Linked DNA regions of Gasterosteus aculeatus: region 2 is linked to region 1. The links are chromatin contacts, called in public Hi-C maps. All regions are on one chromosome and are shown on one strand. Each heading gives the region's core, a stretch centred on a gene start, on an enhancer-like site or on the middle of the called end of the contact. The rest is flanking DNA. Distances are from core to core; before and after follow the strand shown.

What was found. Hi-C and Micro-C count contacts between places; a contact is called where the count stands out from the background.
Region 2: a contact with region 1 is called in a Hi-C map of whole body, with 1.9 times the contacts expected there. The contact joins two enhancer-like sites. A contact is called at or near these places in 3 of 6 Hi-C or Micro-C datasets (liver, skeletal muscle and whole body).

The regions. Positions count from the first base shown.
Region 1 is chr12:21,916,454-21,921,842 of fGasAcu3.hap1.1, forward strand. lrp4 (low density lipoprotein receptor-related protein 4) reads right to left here. Exons shown (of 39, transcript XM_078085770.1): 13 at 5,027-5,183; 14 at 4,339-4,556; 15 at 689-865. Among protein-coding and RNA genes, the nearest start is that of LOC144385364, 16 kb to the left of the region's middle. Within about 2 kb of position 2,583, at least 2 of the 9 cell types and tissues checked have open chromatin away from gene starts, as enhancers often do.
Region 2 is chr12:21,973,132-21,978,570 of fGasAcu3.hap1.1, forward strand. No RefSeq gene overlaps it. Among protein-coding and RNA genes, the nearest start is that of lrp4, 7.9 kb to the left of the region's middle. Within about 2 kb of position 1,305, at least 3 of the 9 cell types and tissues checked have open chromatin away from gene starts, as enhancers often do.

The DNA.
Region 1 (5,389 bases), core at 1,333-3,832:
CTGCACGACTACACGTCGCACTGCTCACGGCTGCAGCCTAATGGATCCATTGTTCTCACACACACACACACACACACACACACACACACAACACCAGACGGACCTGAAGACGATGTGGGTGAACGAGGGTCCATATAAGGATGAATGGAGAACACAGCTTTCCTTTCAACTGCAGCTGAAGTCGTGTGCGGTAGAATATCTCGGCACAGCCCTTTGTGCACACTGTGTGGGGCGTAATTGTCGACGCTTTTTATGAAACGTAAAACACACACACACACACACATCAAAGTCCATTCATCTCACGCTCCAGAACCTCAAATAAGTCACCTGGAGCTGAACCGATTTTATGATCTGCAGCTTTTGGACCGTTCTGGAGGACTACAGAAGAAGCCTCGACTACAACGTGAATCAAAGAAACCATAAAGTGCTCCTTCAGTGACGCTTCACTCCAGGTGTGCTGATGACGTCACTCAACACTGCTTCAGTAGAAACTGATGATTCGCTATCAATGGATCGGTTAAATATCAACTTTTCCTTTGTGTAATAATGTGAACGGAACCGTTGTATTGAGCTTTTTCACCCTTTGATAATCCACCGTAGGCTTAGCTCGTCGTATTGTACTGATAAGGAGGATCATTTGTTCACCGTCCTGACACGCGTAGAACCAAACGCCGTGAGAAACACCGACCTGCGGGCTGCCTCTGCGGGTGCAGCGTGTGGATGTCCATGGGGAAGTGCAGCTTGTTGCGGATGATCTCCTGGTTCTTGCCGGTGAACTTGTTGGCGCTGTTGATGCTCTTGGTGTGCCAGTCGGTCCAGTAGAGGCTGTCCTCGAACACGGTGATGGCGAACGGGTGCGGCAGGCCTACGGGTCGAGATCGAGAGAGAGAGAGAGAGAGGTCTCAGAAAGGGCGAGTTTAATAAAAAGCAGCCTGGCGACATCTTTCATGACTCCGTGACCCCTGACTGATCAAAGACCTCAGGAAGACCACAGGAAATGACAAAAAATAAAAAACGCTCCTGCAACATCCGCCCATTCAGCGGGTTCTGCTGACGTCATGACGCCCCCATTTCGGGCCGCTTTTCGACTTTTTTCTGTCGGGAATCTGTGCCCTCAAACCTCTTCAGGCCGAGAGAAACATGTTCTCTTAGTCTGCACTTAACTTTGATTTAGTCACATCCTTCCAACGGGTGATTTTAAATCAGAGAAAATGAAAAAATCACAGAATTTCTTGTTTGTGTGTGTGTGTGTGCGCTTTAATAAAAGCTCGGAATTCTTTTATAAGCTTAAGATATGAGAAGTATTTAACTATTTAAGTACATGATGTCATCAAAGTGAAACCGCTTCGCGTGTCATCTAATGTCACGTTGCGTGGTGAAGGTCTGAGGCTGCACGGAGCACAGTGACGATCGGGGGGATTGTGGGTGAGTTGCTTAATGATAACAAACGTTTAACCGCTTCAATCTAACCGTATGTTTTATGAGCAGTAAACTATTTCTGTACTGCCTCTTTGGTCCGTGTCAACATTAATACAGACGGACGAATGGATTTAACGTCCGTTTGCCTCCTGAAAGTGTGAATAAATCCATTGGTGGTACGATAGGAATCGATTAGGTCTTTATTTTAGCGAATTATTTTAGCGCACCGAAGTCAAAAAGGTTTTGTACGAGTAGATCCTGAGGATGTGGAAGATCCTTGTATCTTATAAAAGTATATTTTATAGTATAATATTTTTGTTATGTAGGATAGTGTGTTGACCAAGAGGGGACATTGACTTCTGAAAAAAAACATTTAAAAAAAGGTTGTTAAATATCAAGCCTTCTGTCATTAGAGAGATAAATTATAATAAACAGCTCAGACTAAATTATGATTCTTATCAGGCATCTTGTCTGGGTAAAGAAAACTGAAAAACTTATTTTAGTTATTATCTTTTATTAAAAGAAGTCACATGTACGTTTGCCCTCCTCTTTACAGGACCAGGTGTGTTCACTGATCTTATCCTAACGTGAGGGAGACAAGAGTCTCCTCCCCTCCCCTCCCCCACCCTGAGCCGTTGACATCTCCAGAGGCGCCTGCTTCCAACACGGTCACCTTCCTCCTCCTCCTCCTCCTCCTCCTCCTGTTTTCTGGGACAGCTGCAGGAGCAGCTGCGGGCCGACAGGGCATCAAACGTCCCACCGGCCTTCCCAGTAATGTCCCCTTTAACCTACACGCGGCACCTCTCGGTCCTTTCACGCCTCGCCAGAATCTGTCACACAGGTCATCGGAGACGCAGCGGCGCCGCTCGCCCCCTCCCCGCCCCCCTCCGGCGCGATGGCCTGCAGCGCCGAGGGGACGTCTTGGGAGGTTCTCCTTCTTGAAATCGCCGAAAACGTCGGATCCTAGTGACGGTATCGAACGGGACAGGTCGGGTGGTCGGCGAGATCGCATCGCAAAGCGTCCCCGTGGTCTTTCACACGCGGTCTAAAACCAAGTGCAAACGGGGCTATTGTGCCAGAGACCAGCACACGCACAACCCCCGGGCCACCTGCGCAGGTGCGTGCGCTGGATGGGGGCGTTATCCATCACACCCGCCCGCCGCCCCGGCTCCAATGACAGAGCAGCTGGCACGCTTCCAGCTAGCTCACACACACACACACACACCCCTATAGGTGAAGGGAGATAGACACTCGTTAACATTCCAGGGCACAATGGCTCAGAATGTCTCTATGCAGACACACACACACACACACACACACACACACACACGTCCTATTTGTCCGGCGTGTTGTCTGAGCAAACAAAGGCTGGGGAGGAAGGACAGGGCCAATTACAGCGTTTCATCCTGAGAGCACACATCATTAAGGAGAGCTCACCGGGCGGATGGCAGGCGGGCGCGCACACACACACACACACACACACACACACACACACACACACAGGGTCGCTCGCCCTTTTCAACACACTTGGTACTCACTAAACTGCTTCCACACTTTTCCCCCTCAGATGAAAAAACAAATATAACATTGGAAACCCTTCTGCCAGAAAGAACCTGAGTAAAAGTATGGAGGTAGTTTTACTGCAACATGAGATCTCGTTATATGACACATCAGGGTCCTGATGCAAACACCGGACCCCCGCTTTGGGTGCACGCACGCTTTGTGTCGTCATCTAGGACGTCTGTGTGTGCGCTCTGGAAGGGAAACATGGCATTGATTTTCTCCACAGGGTTTAGTAAAGTTGCGTAAGCAACTAGCAACATGAATCGATCTGTGCTCCGCAAATCGGCATTCCGGACGACATGTATCGATTGAAATGGTACATAATCGATTGTATCGATACTTGGAAACTGCACATTGGATTTAAGTACAACAACGGTGTGGATGTGTGTTTGTTTGCTAGCACTTTAGACACGTTAAACGTTACTCGATTCAGTCTGCCTGACTGTGACGTCATCAGTACGCTTGACTATGAACAACAACAACAACACACCGCGTGGAGGAGACGACTGCGAGCGAGACATTTACAAACCAACTCATCGATCCAGCGCGTGGAAACATTTTGGCTTTTGCAAACACGGAGGTGTTCTAAATAAGTCGGTCGCTGTTTGTAGAATATGTAGAAGCCAAATAAAAAAAAACACGGAAACACGACGAATCTTTCGGGCCGTCTACTAAGGCGCCGCGGGATTAAACAACGCCGACAGTCAGGACCTCTAGCAGCGTCACCGCTGCAGCAGCAGCAGGTAACTCAGCTCTGCAGACGCCTCAGGCCTCCAGCACCAAACTCAATATCACAGGAACAAGTTTATCTGTAAAGACGTGAGAATCTACAATGAGGTTGAAAATCCGGGGTTCTGTGAATTGATCCAAACATTGTGTAATTATTGTGTAATGTTTACATTGAAAATTGTTGCACAATAAAAAGGTCAATACATTTGCCATCAATTGTTTGCTTGTTTATAATATCCATAATTAATTTAAACCTGATTTTCTTACAAGAAACAACAGGGATCTCAGAAACTTTGCCTCCACTGTCCAGTAAAGTTACTGAATCGATTTCAAGTCACTGAATCGAATCGTTCTAAATTAACCCAGATCGTCCGTGAATCGAACCGGCAACCATGAATCGAGATTCGAATCGAATCGTTGTTAAAATGAATCGCCCCCAATTATATATATATATATATCATTTTGTGTGTATGTGGTAAATAATGAGACTCTGCAGCTCATTTAAAGCTTTCGGTGAGAAAAAAAGTCGATGAATTCGACTACAGTAGAGTTATTAGTCCCGGTAATTACGGACCGGGCGTGGCGTTCCCCGCGGAAGGTCGCGGCGGACGTCCCGTGGGACTCTACCTTGGCTGATGACGGCCTTGCGGTTGCGTCCGTCCAGGTCCGCCCTCTCGATGACGTGGTGCTTTGCGTCCACCCAGTACATGCGGTGGCCGGCGTAGTCGATGGTGAGGCCGTTGGGCCAGAAGAGGTGCGTGTCGGCGATGACCCGCCGGTTGGAGCCGTCCATGTTGGAGTACTCGATGCGAGGCGTGTTGCCCCAGTCCGTCCAGTAGATCTTACTGGGGAGGACAGCGGGACAGTGGGGGTTAGTTTGCTGTCAGCATTCGAGACGCTTCGAAAACGCAGACAAAAAAGTCCTCTGTCCCCCTATGACTCATCCGTTATGCCCGCCGGGAGGAGGGGGAGGGACGGGGGGGGGGGCTTTCATATTTTTCAATTATCCCATGCAAATGAGCACCGTAATAAGCTGAACGAGTTCTCAAACTTTTCTCAGGGGCTTCACCTAAAAAACCTAAAAATGATGCTGTGACGGGGACCTAAAAAACTGGTCCCCGTCACAGCAGCCGGGGATGAAAACGCACTTGGCTGACGCCCACGTTCAGGAAACACTCGTTCCACACAGATGCTCGCCTGAGGCCCCACCGCCGTGCTGCCAGACTGTAATCTCTGCTCCGCAGCTACGCAGCAACTGGGACACGTCCAGGGGGGAATGCGTGTGTGTGTGTGTGTGTGTGTGTCGGACTCTTACCCCTCTATGGGGTGCAGCGCGATGGCTCGCGGTTTCTCCATGTTCTGCCACAGCAGCACCTTGCGGTGCGTCCCGTCCAGGTTGGCCACCTCGATACGGGACGTCCCAGAGTCCGTCCAGTACAACTTATCGTGGATCCAGTCGATGGCCAGTCCACCTGTGACAAAAAGAAAATGAACACATTTTATGAACAATTTCGCTCATAAATATTTGTGTATATGTTAAACATATCAGATGTGAATGTTCGCAAGTGAACTTCAGTATCTGTAGTTGTTTTTTTCCACTTTGGACTTAGCCGAGCTAGCTAAGCTAAGCTAAGACAGCACTGATTTTAATCTGCGTCACTTTCAAGACACAAACGTA
Region 2 (5,439 bases), core at 55-2,554, 55 kb after region 1:
TAATTTTGGAGCAAAACAAAGTATTGTGTTATTTTACGTCAAAACCGTCTGGTTTACTGTCTGAATAGGAACGCCAATGAACAGCTGCTATCTGATGACTCCAACGGGCACACAAAAGTTAAACCTGGATCACTGACAAAGCATCACTTTCACCTGTTAAAACATTCAGTTGCTCTCACCCTCGGCTGCTCTTAATTGGGTGAGATTTCAACATCTTTCAACAGGAGTGATCCGCCCTCAACATCTCCATCAGGCGCACGAGAGATTTGGACATGAATGTACATAACCAGAGCCTCCCCAAACAAACACAAACCTGTTCCTGCAGGTGTGCATCATTTGAATGAATCCACATGTCTGTAAAACACACACACACACAAACACACATTCCTCACCAGAGCAAAGTACACGTACTGCAAAAAAAAAAAAACAGCTATACAACCGCATGCACCTGGTATCTTAAAACCTCATTAAAAAAGCCATCAGATCTTCAGTGACTCAAAGCGCTGGGGGCGCCGCAGCTACCAAAGAGGCCCCCGACCCTGACGTTCTGGACCCAGAGGGAGCGCACGGGGGCCCGGGTGGTTGAGGGGAGGTGAAGTGACAAAGCGGCGATGTCTGGAGGCTCTGCGTCAGTGGGTTTCCGTTAAAGCCGCTGAAAACGGGGGCAGAGAACGGGGGGGCCTTGACGCGGCTCTGCATGCAGGCGGAATTATCTCCGGGGGTGGAGATTAAGATTTTAAAGTTGGATAAATTGCAGCTAATCATCGCGTTCCTTTCGCAACGTGTCACGTTGCACGCGTGCATGGATCCCGCGCATACGCACGCCGCTCTATTCCAGATTCGGAATCCTCTGCAGGCCTTTGGGGAAAAGGGATACCAATCAGAAATGGGGTTGAAATGTACCTGAGGGGATTTGAAGGGGGGGGGGGTTATAATCTGTATGATACATGGTCTAAATACAAGTGCTTGAAGTGCACAGTTGGTGCAGTTGTTGAAAAGGGAAAGTGGGACATTTGGGTAGATTTTCGAGCATGTGGTAATGTCAGTATAAACAACAAATACCTCTTCCATCGATGTGTTTCTATTGTGTGTTGTGTTTCTGCGCCTCACACGGACACATCCGAGCGCCTGGGTCTCCGTATAGTAAGTGTTAAAAATGGGAGAGAATTGAAAGAAGAAATTTCCCCGTTACTTTAAAAAAAAGAGTTTTATTCTTTATTAGCTGCAGCAATGCTTTTCATGGCGGCTTGTGGTTTGCGGTGATTTAGTGCTCCTACGTTGACGGGACTCCGCCCAGGGGAGCACCTCGCCCAGCCTACCCGGCAGGCTCGCCGTCATTTCCGATCCCCTCGTTTGATTTTCACACACACACACACACTTCACGACGCGGGTGTTGAAATAACAGGCCGATTAGAAGCGGCGTGACGGCACGCAGGAGCGCGGCGTGATTCACGCCACAGTTTAGGGAACGGCGGGATGTAACCCACGTGAGGTTTATTTTCAACAGAGGGCAGTTCAAGTGTCGCAGACAGACAACCTTTTCTATTAAGGGAAGAGGCAGTGTTTTACCCGGGGGGCCATAAAAATAAGGAACGTTTCAAACAATTCAGTATTAAACGTCATAAAATATTAGACACAACAGTTAATTCAAATTTGCATTAGCAGCGGGCAGAATTGATGTTGAAGAACTTCCAAATTCCAAACTCTTCTCGTTCTTTTCCTCTTTGTATTCGGGCGTCTGTACTGGACTGTGACCCCAATACGGTGGAGGTTAAGCACTAGTGGAGCCCTCAGCTAACGGTGCCGCAGCGATACAGTTAATGTTTGTTAAAGTGGAAAAAACGCCTTTGCGCTCTTTATAGTCTTTCAAACTGTGAGGTCTGATGCCATCTGATGGTGTTGCTTTGCGTCGTCAGAATGAGCGTTTTCACACAACCTGCGTTCAGGTCTCTCCACCAGCCTCATTGTTAACGACTGCGATGCTACAGGATTGCGTTCGACTTCGGTGTTGGCGGTGTGGACAAAACAGCCTTTGCCAAAAACGAAACGACACAGGATGTTTAAGGGGGATTAATCCATTTTTAGTGAGAGGTGAGTGATTTTCTTCTTCGGAGGTTAATAACACGTGCGTAAAGTCGTGTGATATTTCTGCCAATGTATTTTTTGTGTCTGTTCCACTGATCTGGAGGAGGTACCAAAGCAGGATAAACAGCAATCTGCCATCCAATAAAGGGAAGAAACAGTCAACATGGAAGGTTCCTTCAAAGTGTTCGACGGCAAAGATAGTTCACTCAGTACGTCTCTTAGACCAAACGATGTGCTCTGATAAGTCCAGTGTGTTTACAAGCAAAATCTTTAGGGCCCATCATCACTTTAGGGTGATGATGCTGACAGTAAGGGCTCCTCTAGTTCTTTGTCTTGTTTTCAAAAGGCATCAACATGTGAACATTACAAGGCCACCGTCGGTAGAAGTGGAGTCGAGGTCACAGAGTTCCTTTGCATCTAGAAATCAATGCAGGAGATGTACTGTGAATGTGTGTGTGTGTGTGTCCTTCACATCACCCACTGATTGATGTACACTTCATTCAAACCCTTTTTCCATCTGTGTAAAATGCTTTGCCATCATTGATAACAAGCTCTCGCAGAATCGGCCCTTTCACGTTTCTTCAAAATGCTGTCATTACGTGATAATCAACACATGTTCCATCACAAACACAAAGCTGGCCGTCAGCCGCGAACGCCCAGGAGTTCTCTATAAATACGCCTTTTCTGTTTGGCCTTTGTGCCGCACAGAAAAGAACTTGTAATGTGTGCCGCTTCTTTTCTCGAGCAAGCAGCACTTTCCCTGCAACAGCTGGAGAGTGACAGAGCCCACAAAGCTCCCACACGCATAATCAAACACACACACACATACATACATACAGTACACGCCACCGTGCATGCATATATGTGTGCAGGCATGCATGTGTACACAGAGAACCCTAATTTGCTGCTTGCAAAAGCTTTGTATCATCAACGGCTTATAAAAGCTTGTTGGGTTTTTGTCTGGCTTCTTCAGAATGTCTTCTACCCGCGCTGATTTTCCTTTTAACCTTCAAAATAACAGATTGCGGTGCATGCAGGCTCCCATGCGAGCCTCTTTTCTCCCGGCGATATGGGCAGAAGGTGGGGCACGCAGCTGTGTCAATAGGCTACCCAGCAATCCTAAAGCAGCCTCCAAACCCTGCAAACTGCCTTTTATGTCGGCCTCCCGGCTAAAAGACAGTTCTGTTTACACTTAGGTCTTTGTCAAAAGCCTTACACCTGTGTTTGGGGGGGAGGGGGTGAGGGTTGGTGCGAAGGTACGTGCATGTACCTGCTGAGCGTTGAGCAGCACCTGTTGCCTGAATGGAGTCTTTTCTATGGCCCCAACAGCAAACTGTATAGAATAATGGAGGATGGAGAGTAAACTGAAATGTTATCTTTGATTTAATAATTCTTGTCTTACACCAAAGATGTTTAACGGTGAGCAGTAGTTATTAAGAGATCCGCTGTGGACAGACGCAGTGTGCACTCACACACACACACACACACACACACACACACACACACACACACACACACACACACAGGCACGCGAGTGATCGCATCGCTTTCTGGTGTTTCGATTGAAAACAGTCAATAAAAAAAAAATCAACCACGAAACCTTCGGAGACGGTTTTCACCGCAACGTTTGTCATCCAGAATAAATACAATGTCCTTCCTGGAAAAAAATGGCTCCAAAGCAAAAACTAATTCTACATACAAGAGAAATTGTATTTTTGTAAGTGGGATGTACTCGGGGGATTGTCCCCAAACCCTCTAAGTGGGGCATGGACGGATGGACAGTGTTTGTGTGTTTCTTTTCAAACAGTCCACACACATGCAGGTCGGGTGGAGATTCAAAAGTCCTTAAAATGAAACCTGTTTTTAACAGTTAATACCATTAAACCATGTGGACTTCTCCCATATTGCAACAGTGCTATGATTCACCGAGTATACCAAGTACATCCAATAGCAAAACAAATATGTATTAAGGGTTCAGGCCTGTTGATGCAGACAGCGCACATTAAATACCAAGAGAAACAACGGCGTGCCGTGGCACCGGCCCCCAGCCATTGCGTTGGCACGGTCCAAACCCAGCTGGCCACAGAATTCATTTCATGCTCCGTCCCTCGACCTAAAGAGCCGCGACCACAGTGATAATTGTGTCGCTGAATCCAGAGTGAAAAAAAACATCTTTTTGTTCGAGCAGGAGGCCCGAGGGGGAGAATTATTAAATATAAAAAGTCTGACCCGTACACGTCAACGCGTGGAATAATGACATTGTTTTGAAATCTCAATAATGAACCTCATACTATAAGTAGTACGTTTCCTGGGATGTTGCAGAGGAGCAACCGGATGCAGAGAGACTCTCTGTGTCTTTCGGGTTGTGTCTCAGGTAGCATGGAGGCAGAGGAGGCTCGAGAGGGTCAGAACTGTCCCCTGTCCACGTGTACCCGAGCCCGACGCCAAAACCCGTGTCCCTCGCTCTCTCGCGGGTCGCGGGGGTTGAGGAGCGTCGGCTGGATGAGACGTGGAGCTCTGCCGGCTTCAGCGTCGCTGCCGCCGCTTCTCCGTGGGAAATGTTCACAGTAGTTACATGCTTTCCGTCTAATATTGTGACAGGCGGCTCTAAATTCCTGAGAAGTTCCTGAACATGCACCGTGGCCCACAACGTTGGTTTGGACTGCTCGCTTCCATATGGTACTATTCAAGCCGCTGCGTGATCAACACTCCTGACCGATGCAACTCTGTCCTCGAAATATGTTTTGTAGGGGTCTGCTCAGCTGTCTGGCGCCATCGTCCTCCTAAACATGTCATTACTGAAACCACAAGGTTCAGAGCCACACACACAACACACAATGTAAGCTACATATCAGTGCCGCCACTGATAAAATATGAAAAATTTGTCGACAGAAGGATTCTGAAACATTCCACAAATAAACCACAGAGCTTATTTGTACATGGCTGCCTGTCAATCAACAGTTTTAGAATGTGGGGGTTTTGGAATAATCTCAATCACAATCAGTCAGCGGTGAATGTTTCTCTGGTAACAGCCACGATTTCTAGGCATCGATATGAACATAGAAAATTGTGCTGTGGCTCCGTCGAAAGAAAAGAAAATACGCAACCCATTATCTCTCAAAGCGGATTTGAAAAACAAAGATTTTAGACTAATTTATCCCGAAATCACCCCTTGTGATGAACGTTGGTACTCATTGCCTGTTAAAGGCACATTTTCCCATTTTTTCAGAAATCCTCACATTTGACATTCTGGAGCCGAATAATGATTTGAAATTTTATGTTACGTTCTTATATTATGAACTTCTAAAGAGCATATCTTTTGTCTTCATGCCGCAATAAACATGGTAACAGCTG